2 separate regions of the Mus musculus genome follow, and region 1 is linked to region 2. Evidence: chromatin contacts called from public Hi-C data. All regions are on one chromosome and are shown on one strand. The core of a region is the stretch at or near the end of the contact, and the rest is flanking DNA. Distances in the headings are between cores, read along the strand shown. Region 1 overlaps Gm41484 (a long non-coding RNA gene). Region 2 has its middle 41 kb from the start of Gm32461.

Region 1 (5,093 bases), core at 1,988-4,487, 470 kb before region 2:
GGGCCCCAAAAAGCACCCATGCTGTAACTGGCCTTCCTGACATGGGCACACTTGAACATAAACATCTGTTTATTGCTATGAGGGTAAGAAATGTCACAATAGCTGAAACACTGATCTGTGCTATCTCTGTTTGATTCCCTAGAACATGAGTCCTATGCTCTGGGGATGATGATTTTGGGCGGTTATAAGTAGCTGGAAGCGTGAAGACTCAGCACCCAGGCCTCTCCGTAAGCCTGTGTATTGGAGATTCACAGGAATGTTCCTGAAAGGCACACTCAGACGTGAGAGGCAGATGGATGTGTCCCAGGAGGTATTCACACTTGCAGATACTTAACTTGATGGATCAGAGAAGAAAGTTGGAGAGATGTGTGCACATGAACACCCCGTTCCCTTCCATTCCAGTTATCTCATTTCATCCTTACATCATTAGAGCACCAGCCCTCAGCAGCGTCGTGCCCTACTCACAAGTTTGCCAACACCTTCTCCAAATCATAGTGATCAGCACAGTTAATAGACTTCAGCTGTCTTTTTGGGAGACCTGGCAACAAAGTTAACTGAAAGAAAGCCATTAAAAAAGGAAAGGAAAGGAAAGGAAAGGAAAGGAAAGGAAAGGAAAGGAAGGAAGACTATTTTATGGCCTAAATGTGGAAATAATACAGACCACCAGCTAAGGTAATAAATAGTTTAAAAAAAAAGAGAAAAAGAAAATGTTCAGGTTTACTTCAATATTATGTACATAAATGAATGGTGGCAAAAGATCACCCTTAAAAGGTCCCACATTTGCCAACAAACTATTGCTGCTATGACCATTCCACCCACAGCAATGGTCTGAATGCTGTATGAAGGAGCTAAGGGACAATGCTCAAGTCCCCCAGCAAGGTCACCGGCAAAGGACACCATGGAAGCCATTTTCTGGGACCGTCTCTAAGCTGCTCTTCTCTGTGTTGGCCCCTTAGGAGGATCCCTTGTCCTTCTGGGATTCTCAGTGTTCATCACTGGCTGGACTTCACCAAAGGAAACCACAGGGACTTCTGGAAGACATGGGCTTACAAAACTATGTATAACTCAGTAAAACTGGTCGTGACGTTTGTCTGAGACGTGAGAGCAACAGGGTGCTATGTGCAGAAAGGCATGCATCTGCAAGGTTCAGAGAGTCTTGAAAGGCAGTACACACCCCCTACAGCTCCCCGTCTATTTTAGTATGGGTTTCCAAGGAGGCTGGGGAATTTACAGTGGCTCATCTTTCTTTTTTATGTTTTTAAATCTTTTGTGAATTAATTAATATCTGAAAAGAAATACAAGCAGACCATTATTTCCACATTTCAATATATATGATTATATAATATATATACATATATAATATAAATATGTTATACACATGTATTACATATATATACATATATACATATATATATGTATACACACACATACACACACACACATATATATATATATGGAAGTAGGTTTTTTTGAAATCTTGTTTTCTTGGGCTCTGGCCTCAAAACCCCAAAAACCTTGAATGGTAAATATAAGTAATTTTTTCTTTTATTAACTATTTTGCATTGAAATAATTTACTCTTTAATTTAATTTTCTCCCTTTACTTTTTAGTCATGAAAAGATGGTTTATAAAATCAGTCCCTCCGTTTTACATACAGAAGACAATGAAGAACTCTTCAGACTTAGAAGGCAAATACTGACACATTCATGAATGCCGGAATATCAATAAATGGAAATAAACATGCCAGTTTTAAAAATGCGCTTGTGTGTTCTTGTCTGTACATGTGTGTTGGAGGCCAAAGATCAATGCTAATGCCTTTCTCAGTTGTTCTTCATTTATTTATGAAATTTTAAAAATAAATTTTAAAAATTATTTTTAAGCCTGGGTTGCTTAGTCAGTGTTCTCTTGCTAGGAAGAGACACCATGAGCAAGATGGCGTTTATAAAGGAAGGTATTTAATGGGAGGCTTGTTTACAGGGTTAGTAGCTTAGTCTATTATCACCATGCCAAGGATCGGTAGACATGCAGACAGACACGGCATTGGAGAAGTAGCCGAGTGTTCTATATCCTGATCCACAGGTAGCAAGGAGAGAGACACTGGTTCCGGTTGAACCTTTGAAACCACCCCTGGCCATATAGTTCCTCCAACGAGGCAGCCCTTGTTCCAACAAGGCCACCCCTTCTAGCTCTCCTTAGTTCACCAGGTGGGGACCAAGCATGGAAGTATAAGAGTCTATGGGAGCCCCTCTCACTGAAGCCACCACACTCTTGCTCATAACCCAGAGCTCACCCACTGGCTAGACTGGCTGACTGACCTGACACAGGAATTCCCTTGCTTTGCCTCCCCAGTGCTGGTACAGCAAGATTTTTTTATAGGTATGCAGGGGATTTGAACTCAGATCCTCATACTTGCACTACAAGTGTTTTATCAGCCGAGCCTTCTCCTCAGTCCCGGAAACCTGACAATGTTGAGACTCCCCCTGGGAGTGGTAAAAGCTTTTATTCTCCCTTCATTTTAATCTGGGATTATCTGCTTTCGTCTTTAAAATGAGGAGATGTACTGTGAAGGTGAACAGGTCAAGTCAGGTTGTCTGCTGAAGGAACATTCCATAATATCCCAGAATAAGTTTTGCCCTGCATTCACTGGCCTTGACTATGGGAACTTCCCGTGACACTGCTTTGTGCTTGTGCTATTATGTGTTGTTCGAGGGATCTAGCTGCAGATCTAGTTAACTTTCTAAATCAGTTCAGAAATGACTGAACTAAGATAGGAACATGTTCCAGCTGGGCTTTACTTGCGCACACAATCTATTTTAATGTAGAAGGTCAAGAGGTTCGAAGTAGAGGCAGTTGGAGATCTGCAGGCATTGGCTATTCTTCCTGGCTTGGAGCGAGATGGGGCTTTGTGGTAAGAAATTTGAGTGACCTCTGTTGGCTGAGAATAGCCTCTGGATCCTAATTCCGAAGGAAATGGATGCTTTGGCCTTGCATCCTTGCAAAGAAAACCAATGGACGCAGTTTTTTACTCCTTCACAGGCTTCAGACCCAAACTGACACCTGATTTCGCTGTAGCTGCTATCACTTGGCCCTAGTGATAACAGCAGAGATGCCAGTCACACAGGGATAGACTTGTGACTTAGGGAGCTGTGCGGGAGAAATGAGTCTGTCCTACGTTGAGGTGCCGAGTTGTCAGTGGTCCATCCACAGCTCTAGATAACCAGCAGCTTCTGAAGAGCTTGCTCTCTTCCCTGGTGTGGCATCTGGACACTGTCATGAGCTCACGCCCACATCAGCCTGCACTGAGCAGAGTGGAGGTACTCTGGTCACAATGGGTCAGTCTCCAGAAGCCAGGCCTCCTAAGCAAACCACGTTGGATTTGCAGCAGTATCTCATGGACACAGAGTTTCTCTTTCTCATCACCCACCTCACTTCTGGAGTCTTTATGTCACGCTGAGCACATGCACTGTTTGTTCCTTTTAGAAGGCTGAATGTGACCATTTTTAGTACACGGAGCTGTTCTCTGCCTCCTGATAAAAGACTGTTTCTACGAGACACTCACATTCTACAGTGCTTCTGCTTCTATACAGCTTTTCTATCTGCTGTTGCCATTACCCACAGTCAACTGTTTCAAAAAATAATACTCTAAAATTCCACAAACAATCCATCACTTTTAAACTGTGTGCTGTCTGTGTAGCACTTTGAAGTCACACGCTGTTCTTCTTTGTCCCATCAGGATTGTGAATCATATTTCTGTCCAGTGACTCCAACATTAACTCTGCTACCTTCCCACTAGCCACTTAGTATGTGTCTGTGTTATCAGATTGTTGGTTTGTGATACCATAGTAATTGCACTCTGGTAATACTGATTTCACTTAATAGTGGGTCCAAGGCATAAGATAATGCTGTGGAAAACTTGTATATGCCAATGAGAAGTCAGAGATCCATATCATTAAGTCAAAAGATGTACGGTTTTTTTGACTTAATAAGGAAAGAGGAAGACTTATGTTCGAATGTAGTTAAAATTTATGATACTATTGGTAATCTCATATGATACCTAATTTACAAATTAATCTTTATAATGGGTGTATGTATAGAAGAAAAAAACCCACTTCCATAGTATTTATAGAGTTCAGTAATATCTGTGTTCTCAGATGTCCACCAGAAATCTTGGAGGCTATTCCCCAAGAGTAAAGAGATGTGTCACAGAGCTTCGTGGCGCTGTGGCACGGCTGTGGTCAGGAATACTATACAGGAATTCCACATGGAATTCCTCATTGCTTCTCCAGTTGAAGTGGCAACCCAATCACAGCACTTTATGATGAGAATCTTGGGGTGAATTGTAATCTAACTTTTTTTTTTTTTGCCGTTGTAAATACAGCTGCAAATTTTAAATATGTGAAAAGTAAATAAGTGGTCTTGTCAAGCTTCTGATTATGGTCAACAGCAGACGTGCTGTGGTGGATGACAGAAGTAAAAACTGCAGATGAAAACATCCCCGTGGCGATCTTATGCTGTCATCGTTTGAGCACACGTTTCTAAATATAAGCAATGTATCCGCACACGTGAGTCTGAATGATCTTCAATGAACTTGGGAGGCTCTTTCGCAATCTTGGGTCTTTTATTCAGGCTATTTTGTGCTCTGAAACGAAAGGCAGTCTGTGAAGCAGAGTCAAGTGTGAATGCACCTTAAATGATGCCACAAGCAAATGTGAGGGACCTTGGCTTTGCAAATCCAAGGTTCCATATATTTAGGATATTAAATGTTCATATCTTTGTCCTCATACATGTAACCATATACTCTCAGCATGTAAGTCTCCAATTTTATATCCTAGACCCTCAGTATACATCGCAGAGCCAGACAGAAAACAAACACTCAAATTTAGAATAAACTAGATATGACAGTGCCCCTATGCCCATACAAAAGAATTAGTTTTCCTATTTCTTAATGATGAGGGTGAACACAAAGAGACAAAGGTTCCATGGGCCATGGTTATGTACAGTAGATAGGGTTAGAAGTATCCTGGACCCCACAGGCAGTAGGAAGGGAGGTCTCACCATCCTCAAGTTAGCCTTTGTCAAAGGACAGAGGGCAGA
Region 2 (5,755 bases), core at 1,316-3,815:
CAGCAGAATGAGGGTTTCATTAAGTTCCTTCATTACCTTGACCATAGGGAAATTAGTTTTATATAATTGTATCCGACGACAATAACTGCCTTTGAATGAGGGATGAGCATTGGTCACATGATCAGCTGTTAGCACTGGTAGAAAATGACAATCACATCCCCTGAGTGTTTCTAGGTAAAGCTGTGGCTTGAAGAAATGGATATGGTACAACCATCATGCAACACAGTAATGGAAGGGATTTTTATTTATTTAGATTTGGGTTGATTCCAACAGGGCTTCCTTTGCAACATCTGTGAACTTCATTAGTCGAAGCATAAAACTCGACTGAAAGGCATTTTGAGAATAGTTTTAAGGCTGCCATAGGGCTATGGAAAATAACCACAATCACAGACAGAAATGCATAAAGTTAGATAAGAATTTTGATTTTAAAAAGCTAAATAGATCAGGAAATATTTTCGATGGAACTCATTTTAGTTTATGATTTACATTTGTTTTAGATTTTGTTTCATCTGACTTCCTTAACATTGGAAATATTTTTGGAATATATAAAAATAAATACATGAAATATTCCTATTTCATACTAATCTTTTAAGTAACTGAACATCTATTTTGCCAATTTATTTTTAATTGCATAAACCATGGAAAGCATTTATATTCATAAAAATGTCTGGTGACCTGTGTTATACTAGAACATCCCCATGTGCTGACAGAAATGTCTGAAATAACCCCTAAGGGCTTTGACGTGGTAAAAATCATTGGACGGAGCACAGGGTCCCCAATGAAGGAGCTAGAGAAAATACCCAAGAAGCTGAAGGGGTTTGCAGCCCCATAGGAGGAATAACAATATGAACTAACCAGTACCCCCCGAGCTCCCTGGAACTAAACCAACAATCAAAGAAAACACATGGTGGCACCCATGGCTCTAGCTGCATACGTTTCAGAGGATGGCCTACTTGGTCATCAATGGGAGGAGAGGCCCTTGGTCCTGTGAAGGTTCTATGCCCCAGTGTAGGGGAATGCCAGGGCTAGAAAGTGGGAGTGGGTGAGTTGAGGAGCAGGGGTAGGGGGGAGGGGATAGGGGATTTTCAGAGAGAAAACTAGGAAAGGGGACAACATTTGAAATGTAAATAAAAAATATCTAATAAAAAGAGTTATTGAATTAGAAAACAAGCAAACAAACAAAAAGGAATGTTTCTAGATTTGTTGTCTCTGTGTTTTGAAGTTTCTGATTAATAAGTTGGAAGAAAACAAAATATACATGTCTGCTGGGGCCTGAGAAAGAGAAGAGATGTGTGAGAGAGAAGAGAAAGGCACTGGTTTCTTTTCCAGACTTGGGTTCTCTTTCCTGCACCCACATCTGGTGTCTCACACTCACACTGCAACTCCGATAGCATAGGGTTCTGAAAAACTTTCCTGGCCCCCAGGGTCACATGTTGTACATGTGCTTTCAAGTTTTGCTAGCTCTGCTCACATTTGGTTTCGATTTCTGAAATTTGATAGAAACAAAAGCATCAGCCTATCAGGTTGTTGTTTGGTGTGGGAACCCCATAAGAACTTCTTGATGAGCCTCCCAATCACAAAGACATTTTCCCCACTCTTGCACTCAGCCATTTACTACCCTTCCATTATCTGGCATACAAGCTCTTCAAATTGTCAATGTAATCCTGTCGTGCACCAGGCCTCTTCAGTGATTGTGACTCACAAGAAAATAGAAATAGAGAAACCTAGACAGTCTGTAGGTCACAGCCTGGATCATCATGCTTGGAACACCACGTTAGATAGGGTGGCAACAAAAATAAAAATGCATGATTCAGTCCTTTAAATACCTACTGTCTTTCACTTTCTGCTTAGTGCCATATTTGCTCACTATTATAAACTCTACAGAGTTCTGTGATGGGCTGCATCTAGTTCTCATGAGTGATCGAAGTGATGGAGACAATGATAGGCCTAGGATAAAGGATACTGAGACCTGAGCTGGTTGTAGATGAAGCTGTTGCTATCTCAGCTTTGCTGACTTAACAATCACTTGAGTTTTCTGACCTGTAATTAAAACATTATTCATGTTTTAATCTGTGCTCTCATGTCCTATGCAACAACCTGCTTTAGAAGGAGTAGTGAAAAGGTTCAGACCCAGTTCTTGGCCTGAAGAGCTAGTTTTGAATCTCTGCCGTTATTCCTTAGCTTCATGACCATCTCCTTACATTCACACTGGAGTTCCATGCTCCACTTTATTGCTGTTTAGATTTAGCCACATCGTATTTAAATCCAAAGGTCTAATGTAAATGTCATAAATTTGTTCTGGAGCATTTCATCACACCTACAGATCAACAGATATCTGAGCAGTGTTTTCTCTTCAGACTCAGGCTACCTACAGCCTTTCTCTAGCAGGTCACTGGCCAAGGCTTTTTTGCCTGCACCTGGGTACTGAGAACCTTTCTCTTATAATTCCACACCTTTGCCCTGTAGCTTAGCACTAATGCCAGCAGACAGCGATGAACCAAGAGCCCCAGGCTATGTGAAATGAGGACTACTCTGGATTAAATTGTTGTGCTCAAAAAATAAAGAATGAGTCAGAGCATGCCTAATTCCACAGGAAGGAGATTCGTCGCAGCAGAAAACATGTGGAGCTCATTTGGTCAGAAAGGAAATATTAACATCGAGAATTCCACATTGACTCCAACTCCTTCACATTTGTTGGATCCCTGACAGAGCCTTGTTGTGTTTCAGCATAAACATGGTAGGGACATTACAATAGGATGTTATGAAAATGTGAATCAAGAATGACTATCGTTACAGCAAACGCTTGTGCTTTATACATTGTTCCGAACTCCATCCTCGTAAGGAGCCTGTACTGATACAGGGCTCAGGGATTTTGAGAGATTTGAAACAAGAAGTGATTTTTACATAATGTTCTCTCATGTTCCATTCTGGCTGAATTCTGTAACATTCCTTTAAAAATAATGTACACTTGGAGTGAAGCAGACAAATACATTTCCTTCAATAATGTGGAAGTCAGCTGTAGTTGTTTTACATGAATAATTGATTTTTTTTTAGTGTCCTATTTACTGCTAACAATCTTTTTGTTATTCAGATATTGAAATTGCCTCAAAGCATTCATTTTAGGGAAGATTCTGCAATCACTTTGTACCCTTCCCTTTCCTACATTGCTGCCCTTTCTTGTGTGAAACTGATTTCTGTATCTGTAGACTTGCTCCCAAGCTCTCCATTGTCCCATCTCTTTCTCCATAGCCTTAGAGACAATGTAACCTTGTTTATCCACACCCTTTAGTCTTGTGTGTGTGTGTGTCTGTGTGTGTGTGTGTGCATATGCACGCATGTATCAATGATTTCCTGTGATGTTTGTATAGAAGGTCTTTACAAACAATTTGAAAGAGTACAAGAAGTCAAGGCATAAGAATGACTCTGATCGGGATCGTTGAATGCTAATCTACTTTATTTAGGAAGGAATACTTAAAGAGGTTGTATAATCTGCTAATTTTTTCAGAGTTATCAGCTCATCTGAAGCACCTAGCATTGTAAAAGATGAAAAACAGCACAGTTGACATCACTTGAGCTACTTTAATATCCTTTGACACTGATTTCATGTTAATTGAACATTTTACAAATACTTTTAAATGAACTATTTTATAAAGAAGAAATCAAAACATCCTAAGGGTTTATGAATTGATTGATGGGTAAAGATGATGTAGTACACAAAATAGTATGTAGCTGTAAAAACAAGCAGCTATATGTGACAAAATGGTTTGAATTAATGATTATGTTAACAACAATAATAACAACAACAGCAATAACATTACAAGTAGTTCATGATCTTAATTACATCTACAATCTGACACAGTTGCCTCCATAGCATTTGAGAGTAGAAAGGTGTTGCTGGAGACCTGGGCAAGTGTGGACTGGAAAGAGGTCAGGAGTTAGTGGGTCATCAGAATTTATTTATTTCTGATTGTATCTGTAGATTTGCTCCCGAACTATAAACACACTCACCCCTTAAACACTAAAGTCTGGACTCACTGTTTTGTTTGAAATTTCTGAAGTGTAAAATATAAAGATCTTAGAAAAGTATACTCCAATGGAATGATCTAATGACATATATGAGTTATATACATTTCATAGCTATCTATACATACTACACGCACATGTACTTATAAAAATGATTTTTAAAATCTTGTCATCCAAAATAATTAGTTGCATACCAACAAATTTCACAGCTGAAATCTGTTTCACTGTTCCCCAAATTCTCATTGTTTTAAAATTTCAGTTTTTCATGTTTATCAGGAACTCTATGGCAGCCCAGGCATGGTCCTAGCCCATGCTATTTCTTAAAGACTCCAGTGTCAGGTGAACTCTCCTGTTTGGTCAGAGCTGAAGATAAAGAATGCTGCGGTCATGAAATTCTTCAGAGCTGCACAGGAAGTCTATTCTATTTCTTTCATTTTAACTGGTAATCAGTAATTTTTTTTTCATTGTACTATTTCTCGTACTGTAGTTGAAAGAGCCTATAGGCAAATTTTAGGAATTCAAATATAGGGAATACAAGTAAAGTTAGCAAATATATTTTATGTCAGTTGTATATGAAGGACCATCAACATTCAAAGTTATGACTCATTCTAGGCAAATGGTGAAAATATTTAATCAATAACAAATTGGTTCGGGCTTAATGATTTTACAGATTAAAACATCACTGATCATATAAAATAGCAATTAGCATCTAGACAGAAGATGAAAATAATTTAAAATTATTAAAATGGAAGTTACTTGTTATAGGAATCGATTAGAATAAAGGAGTGAGGGTCCTTTGGAAATCAGCAGATAAAAAAGTTATCACCCACCTATAGACAAAACAACCAGAACAGGTGTTCTAGACACAGAGTTATAGTAGACTCATGGCTGGAAATTTCAGAGGTGAGCCTTAAGATGCAATTGGAGCTATGGAGTAAAACTACAATAGCATGAAGTAGAGGGGGCAGAGAGGCATGGTTTATCCCTTTTGTTGCCTGCCACAAATTGGTTCAAGTTAATCATTTAGGCCTCCACCTGTAATGGCAAGAGTTTGAGAAGATGTAACTTTATATAAAATGCAAACCCACAGAAGAACAAATACAGGTCTTAAGGATCTGAGGGGATCAAGTACACTCCCTCAACCCCTAATCATACCCACCAAAACTTCACAAGGTGGCTTTAGATAAATCATCGAATTACACTCACTCTGCCTTCTTACAGAGAAATAAAAATATCACATGCAATCTCTGGCTCAAGAATTTTAAGGAAAACATATGAAGTGGTATGAAAGGCAATCTATATGGTAAATCCAAGTATAAATACACATATTTACTACATTGCATGAAGTGGTAGGAAATGCCATCTACATAGTAAGTTCAAATATAAATATACATGTTTGCTACATTGCATGTACTAAAACCACAGTCGTTCTTTGTTTGGTAAACTTGTTTACACATAAATTTATATTTGTAAGTGGCATACATTTTTGAATAGTTATATTTAAAAACAAGCATAAGGTTAAATAAAATTGACAAGATATTCTCATTTGCTTACTAATACAAACCTGGGCCTAACATGAGGTTGAAACTCTTTTATATAAATCAGGCCTTCCTGACTAGTAGAATAAAAACCTTAATCATAAAGCTTATCAAATTGTCATCAATGGAAGAGTAAGTTTTTTTTCCTGACCTTTCTCTCTCAATTTGTTTTTATGTGTGGATATATAAATTGT

What was found. A called contact is a pair of places that touch in the nucleus more often than the background predicts.
Region 1: a Hi-C map of uterus shows a contact between it and region 2, with 2.4 times the contacts expected there. The contact joins two enhancer-like sites. A contact is called at or near these places in 3 of 484 Hi-C or Micro-C datasets (embryonic fibroblasts, muscle stem cells and uterus) and 1 of 115 datasets of contacts at active chromatin or transcription factors (fibro-adipogenic progenitors).

The regions. Positions count from the first base shown.
Region 1 is chr16:87,237,470-87,242,562 of GRCm38.p6, reverse strand. It overlaps Gm41484 (a long non-coding RNA gene), which reads left to right. Exons shown (of 3, transcript XR_876207.2): 2 at 143-310; 3 at 1,610-1,726. Among named protein-coding and RNA genes, the nearest start is that of Gm41484, 6.7 kb to the left of the region's middle. Within about 2 kb of position 3,237, at least 7 of the 459 cell types and tissues checked have an H3K27ac peak or open chromatin away from gene starts, as enhancers often do. A contact at or near this core is called in uterus, where this site is marked.
Region 2 is chr16:86,763,086-86,768,840 of GRCm38.p6, reverse strand. No RefSeq gene overlaps it. Among named protein-coding and RNA genes, the nearest start is that of Gm32461, 41 kb to the left of the region's middle. Within about 2 kb of position 2,565, at least 27 of the 459 cell types and tissues checked have an H3K27ac peak or open chromatin away from gene starts, as enhancers often do. A contact at or near this core is called in uterus, where this site is marked.